Linked DNA regions of Gossypium hirsutum: region 1 is linked to region 2. A link is a contact called in public Hi-C data. All regions are on one chromosome and are shown on one strand. The core of a region is the stretch at or near the end of the contact, and the rest is flanking DNA. Distances in the headings are between cores, read along the strand shown.

Region 1 (6,676 bases), core at 1,730-4,229, 55 kb before region 2:
TCATTTCAAAGATTAAACTCTTGGATTTAAGTATTCTCTCAAATTAGCAAATGAAACTTGGGCCAAAAAAAAAGGAAATCAAGGATAATCTGCATTCATTTGTTCGGTCTAAAAAGCCTTCTAAGGAGCCAGTTTTAAAAAGCTGTCAAAATGAGCTCAATATTTTCAAATGGCAGCATATATACGAAGAAGATGATGAAAGCTAGCCTAACATATCATACATTTAATAGATTCTAAATACAAAACATCCAAAAAGACAAACTTTCAACTTCCATACGAAATCTCACCATGTAGAAAGCACAAGATTCTCCATTGAACGTACTTCTCGTTGCCCGTTCAGATTGACGCAATCATTCATTATAAAGCTTTGAATGCTGAGAATAGAACATTTAGAATGTCAGAAAATTAATGAGGGCTTCAACGGATAATGAGAAGTCCACATCATAATTTAGAAAGAAAAAAAAACCCATAACAAATGCATAGAGTTCAATGGCCATTAAGAAGTTCTGGAAACAAACAAGATTATGGTCTAAAATAATGAAACTAGATAATCATACAATAGATTATGATGGATCCTATATCATAAAAGACTGAAAATATAATAAGCCAAGGAATGGTAAAAGTACCATAGAGGCCCCTATACTAGGAGTCAGATTGCATTTTGCCCCCTCTACTCAAAATATGGACAAATTAGTCCATGTACGATAGATCAAAGAGCAAACTGATCTTTTTTGTTAAAAATTCCATCTATTTCTACTATTAAAACTGGTCCCTACAAACCAGCATGAGGTACACATGCTGTCTGGTTATTTCGTCAACCACGCCAGTTTTTAACAGTACAAATGGATGAAATTTTTAACATAAATGATCGATTTACTCTTTGATTTAATGTACAAGAACTACTTTAACCATTTCATACAAATGGGAGAAAGGAGGACAAGGATTTCAAGGTGAGCCATATTAAACCTCTAGAACCATTAATTTAAGCTATACCTCATATTCGCTTCAATTGCAACACAATTTTACAATCTAGAAACCTAATCAAGACCTTATACTCGGTAAGATCTATTGCTACCTCTATCAACACTGACCGAATAAGAAAGGCATTATTGGGCCCAAACACGGCCATCCTTTCTATTGCCTAGAAATCTACTCTTTTATGCAAGGTCCTTTATAGGTTCTCATCCGGCAGTGAGAAGGCCCGCCTGATCAGCTTAAGTTGAACTGAAGACCAGACTTAACCCACTATTAGTTAAGATATGCTAATATATATATATATATAGGCAATGAATCTTTCTTATTTAGGTGAGTCTCCAAATAAAATAAGCACTATTATATCAAGAATCAAGATAAAGCAACAATTAACAAATACAAACAGGAGAAACAAATGAAACATATCCAACATTAAATGATCTATAATAACGGGAAGCAATTTGATATGGCAAACTATAGGAAAAAAGATACACAATAAGTACACACCAAGAAACCTATTCGCTGATATTTTCTGTCGAATCGCCATTGTCGTTGCCGTCATCATCATCATCAGTCTCGTCATCATCGTCATCATCCTCTTCCTTCATTTTAGCAATCTCTGCTTGTGCTCTCTCCAAAATCTGCTGCTTTTGTACTTCCAACTCCTTCTGAAAATCCATCCTCATCTTCTCCAATTCCTTCATATGCTCCCTTTTACTACTCTCGATCTTCTCGTATATCTTACCGAACCTCTGCACTGAATCAGCCAACATCCTCAACGAACGCTCATCGTTCACATCCACTTTCATTGACCCACCATCGGCTTCTTCTCCATCATCATCATCATCATCTATCTCTGACTCTGCAGGACTATCCCTCATCTCATCGAAACCATTAGACCTATCCAAATAAACTTGCGGATTCATAAACACAAACTCCCCGGAATCGACTCCACAAGCCAACCATGATTCTTGTTGCCTAAACGAAGAAGAACCCAACCCCATTAACATCTCCATTTTCCTAAAGAACACCCATTTACTCGAATTCAACCCCATTCTCTCAGCTTTCGACTTCTCTTTCTTAAACTTCCTCTTCAACCCATCAATCATACGCCTACACTGAGCTTCATTTTTCATACTTTTCAAAGCATCACTAACTTTCTCAGCAATATCAACCCAATCTTCACCCCTCAAACTCCTCCTCCCTAATTGCAAAAACCTATTCCCCCAAACCTCTAACAGAACATAAATCTCCTGTTGGGTCCAATCATAGGCATTTTTTAAGCTATCTCTATGGTCAGGTGCGTATTGGAAGCTAGGGACTGATGTTCTCACCTTTTGACGCTTTGGGTACCTTTCAAAACGCTCGCTTTCTTTGACGCGGTGGTAATAAACATCTGGGTCGTCGTCGTTATCGTCATCTACATCTTCGTTATCTAGTTCCATTTCTTCTTCATCGTCGAGCTCTTCGTCTGGTCCGTAACTGTATACATGGCGAGTTCGGGTTGAACGAGGGTATTGCGGATGGCGATTAAAAGAGTAGGGTTCAACGCCATCCATCTTCCTCTTTAGGGTTTCCTTCTTTTAGGGTTGTGGGTTTTGGGAAATTGAGAATTGGAGGTCAGAAAAGAAAGAAGATTAATGCTTCGTGGGGAGAACAAACCCTCAATTGAAAATTCTAGGGTTCGGAAGCTTTCATGATTTGGGGATGAGGTTGAGGGTAATTAAAAGTAACACGAATTTGGACATTTCGGATCTTTGATTTTGGGCCTTACTTGGGTTCAAAGAGCTAAAGCCTAGAAACTACTACTTTAATATCTAAATTCTTTGCCAGGAAAGTAAAGTAGATTCGGAAAATTAAATTTTGATAATGAATAATCGAAAATCAATATATGCATCCCTTCTGAAGTTGTTGCGGATAATTGCTAAAATATTGTTACACAAGCAATACATGCAAAGCCCCTAAAAGATAACTCTTCACAAAAACCCCTGGGCTTTGATAGTAGAGCCCATTCATTAACCGTCCTATCTTATGTAGCTTACAGTACATCATAATACCATTCTACCTAGGCTTATAACTCTAGACCACCCAACCACTTGCTTCTAACCAACCACAACTTAATATGTGGTGTCCCAAGATAAGGAGCAATATATAGCTCACGGCTGAGAAGAGGGGCAAGCAATTTGCATACTACCTTCTCCTACCTTAACTCTGGTTCCATCTTATTTTTCTCAAGCAACATTATTAAACAACTATCTACATTGACCTAAACAGGGTGACCATCCATCTCTACCATCTACTACATTGTTTTATCAACAATTGATGTTGTGAGTGTAGAAAAACTTTCTTGGAAGTTCTTGAACTACTGTGAAAAGTAATAAAACGACCAAACCCAAAGTTATATAAACTCCTTGGATAAGAGAGCGTCTCCAAACAGAAAACCACAAAACATGCCTCTTATCCACAAATGATAGTGTGATACATGGCGTTTTTCAAACTCAAACAAAAGGTAATTACATGTGCAAATTCCAAATTGTGAATTGTAATGCCTAGTCATAATTGTGGGTGATAATGACGTGTAGTGTTTGGAAAATGACAATCATACAAGCTTTTCACGCACAAAACCCACCCTTTCAACTTTAATCACCTTCCGCGGTGATACTAAACCCTTACTACCCCAAAGGCACATGTCCTAATATAAGCATGTCTTAACCCTTTACAGAAGTTTTCTCCTAACATTTTGACGAAGTCTTCAAAGCCCAACCCATTTATCCTTCAAAAAATTTCCTTAAAAAAAGAAAGGAAGAATGCCTTAAGGCAAGTCACTCTATAACCTCCTCCTTAGCTAGGGGACGATTGTTATACCTTAATAGGACGACTTGAACCATCTACTCCACAAGTAGTACATGCAAACCCCTCAAATGGAACCCCTCGCAAAAACCCTCGGCTCTTACAGAAGGGCTCACTCATTAACCGCCAGTAGACTGTAACTACCACGTCCCATCCAAGGTAGCTCAGAGCACATTATAGTGCCACTCTACCTAGGCTTATAACTCTAGACCACTTGGCAACTTGCCTTTAACTTACCAATAATAGCTTGACATGTGATACTTCAAGGCAATGTATATGGCTGACGGCCTGAAGAAAAAGGCAAGCAACTCGCGTCCTCCCCTTGCTCCAATTCCACATTCTTCTCTTAGACAATCTTATTATATTGCTCTCTGCCTGATCCTAAATTTACTTTTTAGCTAAAAATGTTAATTTAGTTTAAAAAAATTAGCCCAAAATGTTAACTCTCTAAATTCTTTTTTTCTTTTTAATTGCCTTTCTTTTTTTTTCTAATTCTCTTTCTTCTCTCTTCTCTCTTTTTTCTATTCTCCTTTCTTTCCTCTTATCTCATAAACAACCTAGACTATCAAGCAACATCCTACTATTTGAAGGAATTAGTTCAAAAACTCATTCCTGAGTGGACGGGCAAAGAAAATGAAAAGACAATATCTAGCATGCATCCTCTGCAAAATGCATTTTCCCATTAATTTATAATAATCAAGACACAATATGTTTGGATTGTTTATGGCAAAAGAAGAAAGAAATGCAAATAGAAAAAGAAAAAGGTAAATAAAGAAATAAAAAAATGAAATAGAAAAAATAATTGTTTTTACTAGATGACATGTCAACTTATTATTGGTTAAGATTTTTTTTTAAAACAAAGTTGACGTTTTGGGCTAAAATAAATAATGAAATAATAGTTTAGATATCACCTTTAATAAAAAAAATTAGGTTCTAATTTAAAAAAAAACAATATACAGATTTGTGAGTTAAGGTTTTTTTTTTTAATTTGTTATGTCATAACAAAAATTATTGCATTTAATATGAGTAATATAACTGTGGTTATTTTAATGTATGTAATATTATATCAATATGAGACATTCGTTTTAAATGTGTTGGGCTTCTTCCAAAAATATTATTTTACTATTTTGTTTGCTTGTATGATGTATCAACCGGGATGAAGTCAGAAATTTTATTTAGGGAGTCGAAATTAAATTGTAATTTTTACGATAATAAAAATATAATTTTACTATTTTAATAGCCTATATCTTTATAATTTTTAAATGATTAAATCAAATTTTTATCATTTTTAGGAGGCAAAGTGCAATTTTACATTTACTAATTTAAAATTTTAAAAAATAAAAGATCTAAATGAAAAAATTTTCATTTTAAGGGAGGCGGGGCTCCTGCCAGCCCACCTAGCTACGCCCTGTGTATGAGTTATGAGTAGTATGAATTAATTAAATTACTTCGAACTAGAAAAAGATTAAAACATTTTACAAGTAATATAGTCAAGAAAATTCATTCTATAGGACTTCAGATTCTTACAGAAGTAAAGGGTAAACTATATTAATAGTCACTCAACTATAATTTTTGGTTTTTTTTATCACTTAACTATGAAAAGTTACAAAATAGTTATTTAACTATTCAATTTTTTTTGTCACTTAATTATATTGGATTTTAGGGTATTTTCATTTTTTTTTAGCCAACAATAATAATAATCACTAAAGATGAGGCATTCATTTATAATAATGTAAAAGAAAAAAATATAATTAATAGAATTGATTCCAAAATTAAATTGATTTTAAATTAATAGTGAATCTTAATTTTTATTTTAATATTATAAAATATTGACATGTCAATCAATGAAGCATTCTAGTTGTCGTATTATAAACTCATCCACCTAAGATTTTTTTTTATACAATACCTAGGCCTAGAACTACCTATAGCCTCTTACCAACTCTTACCTAAGAAGATAAATACGCTTCAACGTGTTCAAACTCACGTCTCTTGAATTGACAATAAGGCTAATGTCAATTGAGCTAAGACTTAATCGGTAATATTGTTTTTTATTTTACATGAAAACCTTAGATTATAGATAATTAAGATCAAGATAATCCAAGTGAAAACATAAAATTAAAAGTGAAAAAAAGAAGTGTAGTAAAATTAATTGTATACAACTAATTCCTCGTTTTGTGTTAAGACAAACTTATATGGCATACATAGAGTTATGCTAGCATTTCATTTGTCCCAAGACGAACATTTCGAACTTCGTCAAATTTTTCGTTAGTTGTAACCACTATTTTGGCATTATTTCCGTACTAATTGTTTTCCATATAAATCTCACTCCCAAACTCTTTTCCTTTATTCCACACTCTCTCCACATCGATTTGGTTTCAGATCCAATCTGATTTGAATTATTTTACTTCTTATTCTTTTATTATGACGGATTCGAAACATACGGTGAATTTCACAACCCCAAGAAAATTTATTAAAACATTCAAAAAAGATTGTAAAGAAACGTTCTTCCCTGATGATCCGTTCGATAAGTTCCGACATGACAAACTATTGCAAAAAATCAAGAAAACGATCCAATATTTCATCCCAATTTTTGAATGGCTACCTAGGTACAATCTACATTTATTTAGATATGACGTGCTTGCCGGTATCACCATTACAAGCCTCGCGATCCCTCAAGGGATTAGCTACGCCAAATTGGCTGATCTTCCTCCAATTATCGGCTTATGTAAGTTATAATCTCTTTGGCTTCAATGGTTTTTTTCACTAAAAATATGTCGTATTGATTCGTGTTATTCGTCATAGATTCAAGCTTCGTACCACCTCTTATTTATACTGTGTTCGGGAGCTCAAATAA
Region 2 (7,182 bases), core at 2,236-4,735:
CCCGAATTAAGCACTAAATGCTAGTACCATTATCTTTGGATTCCAAAATATATAACTTTTGTCAAATATAGATACTCAATTGGACCAAAATAACACAGGTACCACATAAGAAACAAGTATCAAGCTCGAGTAGCAAATGATATATTAATCCATTAATTAGTAATTATATATATCTTTTGCTATCTTTATATATTTATTATTTTTTAAAATTTATAAACAAAAATAACTTAATATATTTTTAGTATTTACATTATAGTATACTATGTCTATTTTTCATAATATATAAAAGAAAAAATTACAAACTGCAAAAAGAGTTAAATCGAGCTCATATTTTGAATTTTAGAGACTGAATCATCCCATATTTTAAACGGGTCTAATGTTTTTATCTTAACCCATTTTTCAATTCTAATATGTATGTCCTAACTCTCCCAAATTTTGGACAAATCTTGGGCTTGAACGAAAAGCATGATTCTTGAACATGTTTAGGTTTAATTATGGCTTTAGTTTTCTACACTATTGAAATTTAATATTTGATATTTAAGGGTTGGGAGGAGCTATTGGTAGTTTTAGGCATTGTATCAAAAAGAGCAGATGTAATAAGAACCTATAATGAAATTAATATTTTTTTATTTTTACTTTAACATGACTTATAACATTATTAGTAGGGCGAGGGTTTGATTGCGCTGAAATGCATTATTCTCCTATTTAAGGGTTGGGAGGGGCAATAGTTAATTTTAGGCATTGTATCAAAAAAAGTAAATATGATGAGAACTTATGATGGGATTAATATTAAAAAAAAAAAGAATAAATAATGACCTGAAATAACTTTTAAATGGTTTTAAATATTCAATTGATATGTAAATTTTTTATTGATAATTTTATGTATTCTTATCCTATCACTCTAATTATACCATCGAAAAACAGTAAAAAGAATGACTTCCACTTTATAGCTTTAACAGCAACAAATAAATATATCATGATTGTAGGCCTACTAATAAAATTATAAAAATAGAGAAATTAAGTCTCTAAGTTTCTAAAGCTTTTTAGTCATTGTGACAGTGATGGGGTGCTGGATTTAGTAATGCAACTTCAACAACAAGAGTACACGACCCTCTAATGGTATAATTGGAGTCAAGTTAGTAAATGAAATATGGTCCCCATAATTTAGTACAGTTGAATTTTGGGTCATGGAATCATTGATCAACATCATGGATTTATATATATAAGGAAAGGTAGGTAATGTTTATATTGAAAATCTTTAACGATTGTATTATGAATTCAATTTATAATTTTATTCGGAATTATAATTTGTGATTACTTGAACCAAAATAAATTCTTTAAAAGTATCTAATCTAATATAAAATTGAATTGTAAAATTTGATACTAGGTGCCAAGCACTTAAAAATGGGGTTATATATTGACAAATTTAAATTTCAAATGTATCAATTTGTTTTATGAGAAAAATATACCCCACGAGAAACATCAGGGGTTGACAAATGTCCTAGAGATATAATAAATATTTTTTTTTTAAAAAAAAGAGAGACATACAACATGCTTGTGAAATAAAAACAATACATTGTCAATGTAGCAAATATTAACCCTAAGTTGTAACTCTAATAATTCTAACAAGATATGAACTACAATAGGAGTCAAGGTATCTTGTACCAAAACTTTCAGAAATTTTCATCAAGTTATTTAATTTTTTTTAAAGTTTTCTCAATTTGATTTAATTTACTTTTTATTTTTATAATATTATTAGTAAATCTAAATTGATTTCACATTTAATTATTATCACTAAAATAATGATATGGAACCATTTTTTAAACGATGTTAAGCATTTAATGGATATACAAATTTTATATCGATTGAATATGATTGAGAACGAAGAAGAAAATAAATTTCAATGTCATAATTTTTTTTTTTTGGGGGTTGAAAGGAAACTAGTTAACAGGACTAGTTAGCACCAACTACAAAACTGAAGTTGTCTTCCGCCAGAATCCGCAAAACTGATCCGAGTGGTTCTGCAAACACTTGCATTAAACCAATATCAGCATGTGCAAGTTTGGCCATATGATCAGAGACGAGATTTGCAGTTTGCTGGACTTACCGTAAACGGACCACCAACTCCGACTGAGCATTTGCGACACTAAGCGTAACTCAGTAAGATTGCTGTCCACAGCACAGCCGGCCCGAAAAGCTTCGACAAGAACACCATTGTCGCTCTCCAACTCTACTTCCTATACCCCATTCACCCAAGCCAGCTAGAGGCCCTTGCCTCCAATTGAAAAACCGAAGCAGCCCTATATTCATCGCAAATCAAAGCTGCCAGTCCCCATCCGAGCCCTGCAAGACTCTTCCAACAGACGAACGTCGACAACTTCCGTCACACGCGCCGTCCGTATTAACCTTGATCCAAATTTCATGTCATAACTTTAACCACAACAATTAAATATATCACAATTTTCAACTACTAGTACAAGTTTCTAAAACCTTTTGGTTATTAAATTGTTGTGATGGTGATGGGATGTTGGCTTAGTAATGCAACTTCAACAACAAGAGTAAGCCAATTTGAGTCAAGTTGGTAAATGAAATATGGTCCCGATAAATTAATACAATTGAAGACTTTGATGTAAAAAGAAAAAGAAAAAGAAAAATAGGACTCGAATTTTGGTAATGGAATTAATAACTCTATTTAGAGTCTTATTTAAATGGTAGTAGTGTTTAGGACCGAACATAAGACCCAATGTTTATTAAAACTTCACTGTTATGGAAATCTTTTGCGATTTCACCTTAAATTCGGTTGACACCTCTTTTCGGATTTTAAATTTTAAGGATTGAAATGTAAAATTTGATACTAAAAGCGAGTTACTTAAATATGAGGTCATATTGAAAAATTTACATTTCAAATGTATCATCTTATTTTATGGGGAAGAACATAAGAATGAATTCTAAAATTGCTCATAAACTTTGGTTAAAAATGCAATGTTATACACGAACTTTAGGTTTGCGCATGTCATTTTGGTTTGATTTAATTTTTATAAACAACTAACATTATTATCGACATAATACAATTTTACATTTACATATTACATACATAAATAATTATAATATAAAAATAAATCGATGTCTTCATTTTTTTAAATATGCACAATTAAATTGAAATCAAAATTTAATATTTATAATTATAAAAAATTAAAATTCATATATTAAATTACATATTAAATCAAATTTTATATATAATTTTAATACAATATATAACCATATGTTAGAAGTCCTAATAAAAACAAGAGGCTGACTATAATGGAGCCAGGGTGCCTTGGGTTTTCAAATTTTTTAAAATTTCAATTCAGAACCCTTAAAATTTTTGGAATTTTAATTAACGCCTCCAAAATTTTTAAAAATTTGACATGAGCCACCATGAACAAGCCCATGAGTGTAATTTAGGCCTAGTTTTCATATTTGGGCCTATTAGTTTCTCTTTGAGAAAGTAGTGATGACATACATGTTCATTAAACAAGATGATAATATCTATTTATTTGGGCCATCAATGTTATTTTCTGTTTGGATTTCTAAAGGAGGTTTGACATGTTAACCACCCAATTTCTATGAGTTCTCAAACCTCATCTTAAATTAGTTCTCATATTTTAAGATGTTTTAATTATATCTCCAAATTATTCAAGTTATATCAATAAGCCCTTTCGTTAGTAAAACTGTTAAATGACGTGTCAAATCTTATATAGCCAAATTTTAGATATTTTTAAGAAAAAAGATGTTGCAGCATAACTTTTAAAAGTAAATACTAAAAATAAAGTAAAACTAAAAAAATAAAAGAGTGAACGATAAAGCATCCGTAAAAGTTCCAAAAAATTTAAAATCAATATTTTGACAACATCCATTTTAACAATATTCATTTTAGATTATGTCATACAAGATCCGATGTATCATTTAATAGTTAAATTAATAATTTTAATAACAAAAGAACCTAATTAATATAACACCGATAATTTGAGGATATAATTAGAATTATTCACTTATAAAAAAGTAGTCAAAACTCCTAAATCTTTACTATATTAGATTCACAAGCTAGATCATTCTATACATATAGATCAATCAAAAAGACAAAATGGTCTATTTATATGACTTTTTGGAGTGAATTTAGGGAGAAACTAAAAATTTGTTAAAAAAAAAGAGTTAGTAATGGTTATTATATTAATTTACAATTTCACAAAACATGAAGAGTTTAAATGGTAATTATACCATTTTTGGGTCCATGAAATGATTGAATGTCTAGGTATAAAGTGAGGATACCATATCTTCATGTCTGTTTTATAATTCAAAATTCGGGATTCATGGTTGCCCCTCCTAACAATATTATTTTCAAGATCTGAACTTTTGTTCTTTATTGAAAATGCAATATACCTATCAGATTTTTGCTGTTGAATGTATCCCCTAAGTGCTTCCAATTCCATCTCTTGTCAATAGGACGAAGCTAAAAATTTTATATTAAAGATTGATATTGAATTATATTATTTGGAAAGATCAAAATGTAATTTATTATTAACAAGTGCTAGGTGTAATGGTAAAGAATATTACAATTTTAACAGGAGAATTCAACTTCTCTTTTTAAAAATGATGTTGTTGAAAAGAATAATCACAAATATCAAAAAATTTAATATTCACGAATCATAAAATTAACATAAAACATATCGTAATTAAAAAAAAATAATTTTACTAATATTTTTAGCTGACACTACCTATCCTCTCCTAAGTGTTGGAAGGTCCCTACCTTCAAATTCTTTTATAAACTGTATTCGACTTGCCTTTGCAATTTTTGTGTATAGACAGACCATAATGGGAGTCGAGAGCCTTGGCCTATCTAAATATTTTTGGAAATTTTTATTAGGCTTTTGAAAATTTTAATTAAGACCTCAAAGTTTTAAAAAATTCTCATTAAACCCTTCAAAAATTTTGAAACTTTTAATTAAACACTTCCAAAATTTTAGAAATTCAATGTAAAGATGCGTTAATGATTTTGTGCCACGTAACTTGCCAAATTGTTCTCCCGAACTAGGCCTAAATCTAGGCAATCCATGATGGACATGTTTGGAAGAATAAAGACCAAATAAAGGGACAAAGTTAAAACTTTCTTTTAGGGAGGGCCAAAACTAAATTATAAATTTTTTAGAGTGTATAAGTACAAAATTTTCATTGTATTAACTTTGTTGATACCAAAAAGTGGCGTGGAAGTTAGAGTCGTTTTACCTTATTTGGGTTGAAAGTCGTAGGGTTTGATGGAAGAGTAAGGATGGAAAGGAGAAGGAGCAAGAAGGTAGGGAGGATGAAAAATGGGGGTTGGAGCTTGAAGGAAAGTGTCTATGTGTGATCCTCCCTTGCTCAGTGGCGAGATATAAATATGGTCAGCTTCCCTTGTCATGTATCGCCTCCTAATATGTTAGGTGGCCACTTCTTGATTCTTTCTTATGTAACATGAGATGATTACATTACATGATATAAGTGATTGATATTTTGTCAGTAATGTTTAATAATTGGATTGATAGTTGAATTTTATGTTTTTTAAATTGAAACAATGGTCAAATCGTTCAAGTTGTTAGTTTACTGGTTCAATCAATTCAATTGATCTGATCAAAAAATTATTATAAATTCAAAAAATTTAATTTTTTAAAAAAAATCTCAGTTCAACCGGTTCGTATTGGTTCTTAATCTGATCGGTTCAAAGTCACTCTTCAAACCGATACTCTGATTGATTCCTAATCCAATTCAAACATCACTAGTTGAATCAATTAAATTACTAATTTTGATTCAACTAATTCAATTGTCAGGCCAACAATAATTAAATAAATTATTAAAAATATTATAAGATCGATTCATCTGTTAGATATGGATTCAACACTAATATTTATACTTGTATACCAGCTAATTCCCAATTTAATTGATTAGTCCAGTGGTAGTAGTCTAATTGTCTGAAATGGTTAGCTTGTGATGTAGCAAAACAATTTGTATGGCGAAGTTAAGAGATTATGATGCCTTCATGAAGGTATCCTAGTGGCGGAGCGTACATGTATAACATAAATGCATCACCATTTTTGAGGCACCTGCTTGCCCGGGCGCCATCCTAGCCAGATATGTTGTACTTAACATGCTTGGTTCCAGCCAGAAACATCGTTTGTAATACTATTCTTTGTAATTTAATTTACTAAACCAAACAGATTAGATGCTAATCTGTCCAATTCCTTTGTTAGAACCCCCATTCAAACATAAGCTAACTTTTTTGTTGCTTTTTTTAAATTTAAATTCTGTAAATAGGAAGACCAGTCTATAATTATGGGCAATGAACATACAAAATATTTGTTGTTAGCCATTGATTTGTACCAACAAAGGCTCCTTGATTGACGTTATTTGCGTAAAATCAAACCCTTTTTTTCTTTCTTTTTTCAAATAGCTACAAACATAGTTATTCTGTTTTTTTTTTCCACTTTTTTTTCCTTTAAGTTTTCTGACATTTGTTAATTAAGAATTTAACAAAGTTCAAAACAGCTAAAGCAAGGGTAAACACGTTATCCAAACATAGATCACAAGAAAAGTGAAGCAATTTTTTATTACATTCTTACGTAGGAATCCAGCAATTGAAGAAAAGAAGGGTTAATTTCATTGTACATCCTCGAACTATAGTTCAAATTCTAAATCGGTCTTCAAACTTCAAAGCATTTTATTGAGTCTTGAAAGTATCATCATTGTATAAATCAAACAACTCAAATATAAAGTACATAAATCAAATTTTAAATAAGCATGTATCTATCGCATGGATAACTTGGATTTGACAGGTAAAAAAGAAAGGGAAATACTCCTCTTAAATGGTGATGACATAGTTTGCTTTTTTGATACATTAGATCTCAATTGTCCATGCGGTAGGTACATACTAATTATAATTTGATCAATTGTTTTAAACATGCTCTACGTTAGATGTGAACATTTAACATCAAAATTGATAGCTAGCCAAACAAATTAGCATAATTGATATAATATTGATATTTCTATGACTAATAACATAATTTAATCAAACAAATTTGACTACTATTGTTTGGGTCAAGATTGAACTTTTAAAATTCAAAAAGTACAATGACTAAAAATTAACCAATTCAAAAGGCATAAGGATTAAAATTG

What was found. Hi-C and Micro-C count contacts between places; a contact is called where the count stands out from the background.
Region 1: a contact with region 2 is called in a Hi-C map of leaf, with 2.4 times the contacts expected there. The contact joins the promoter of LOC107933003 here to the enhancer-like site in region 2. A contact is called at or near these places in 11 of 34 Hi-C or Micro-C datasets (fibers, hypocotyl and leaf).

The regions. Positions count from the first base shown.
Region 1 is chrD07:501,496-508,171 of Gossypium_hirsutum_v2.1, reverse strand. It overlaps LOC107933003 (trihelix transcription factor ASIL2), which reads right to left and starts at 2,979. Exons shown (of 2, transcript XM_016865138.2): 1 at 1,480-2,979; 2 at 70-374. The coding sequence starts at 2,531. The coding sequence ends at 1,488. LOC107932967 (probable sulfate transporter 3.5) reads left to right here and starts at 6,196. Exons shown (of 12, transcript XM_016865099.2): 1 at 6,196-6,547; 2 at 6,625-6,676. The coding sequence starts at 6,244.
Region 2 is chrD07:446,009-453,190 of Gossypium_hirsutum_v2.1, reverse strand. No RefSeq gene overlaps it. Among protein-coding and RNA genes, the nearest start is that of LOC107932956, 12 kb to the right of the region's middle. Within about 2 kb of position 3,485, at least 5 of the 9 cell types and tissues checked have an H3K27ac peak or open chromatin away from gene starts, as enhancers often do. A contact at or near this core is called in fibers and leaf, where this site is marked.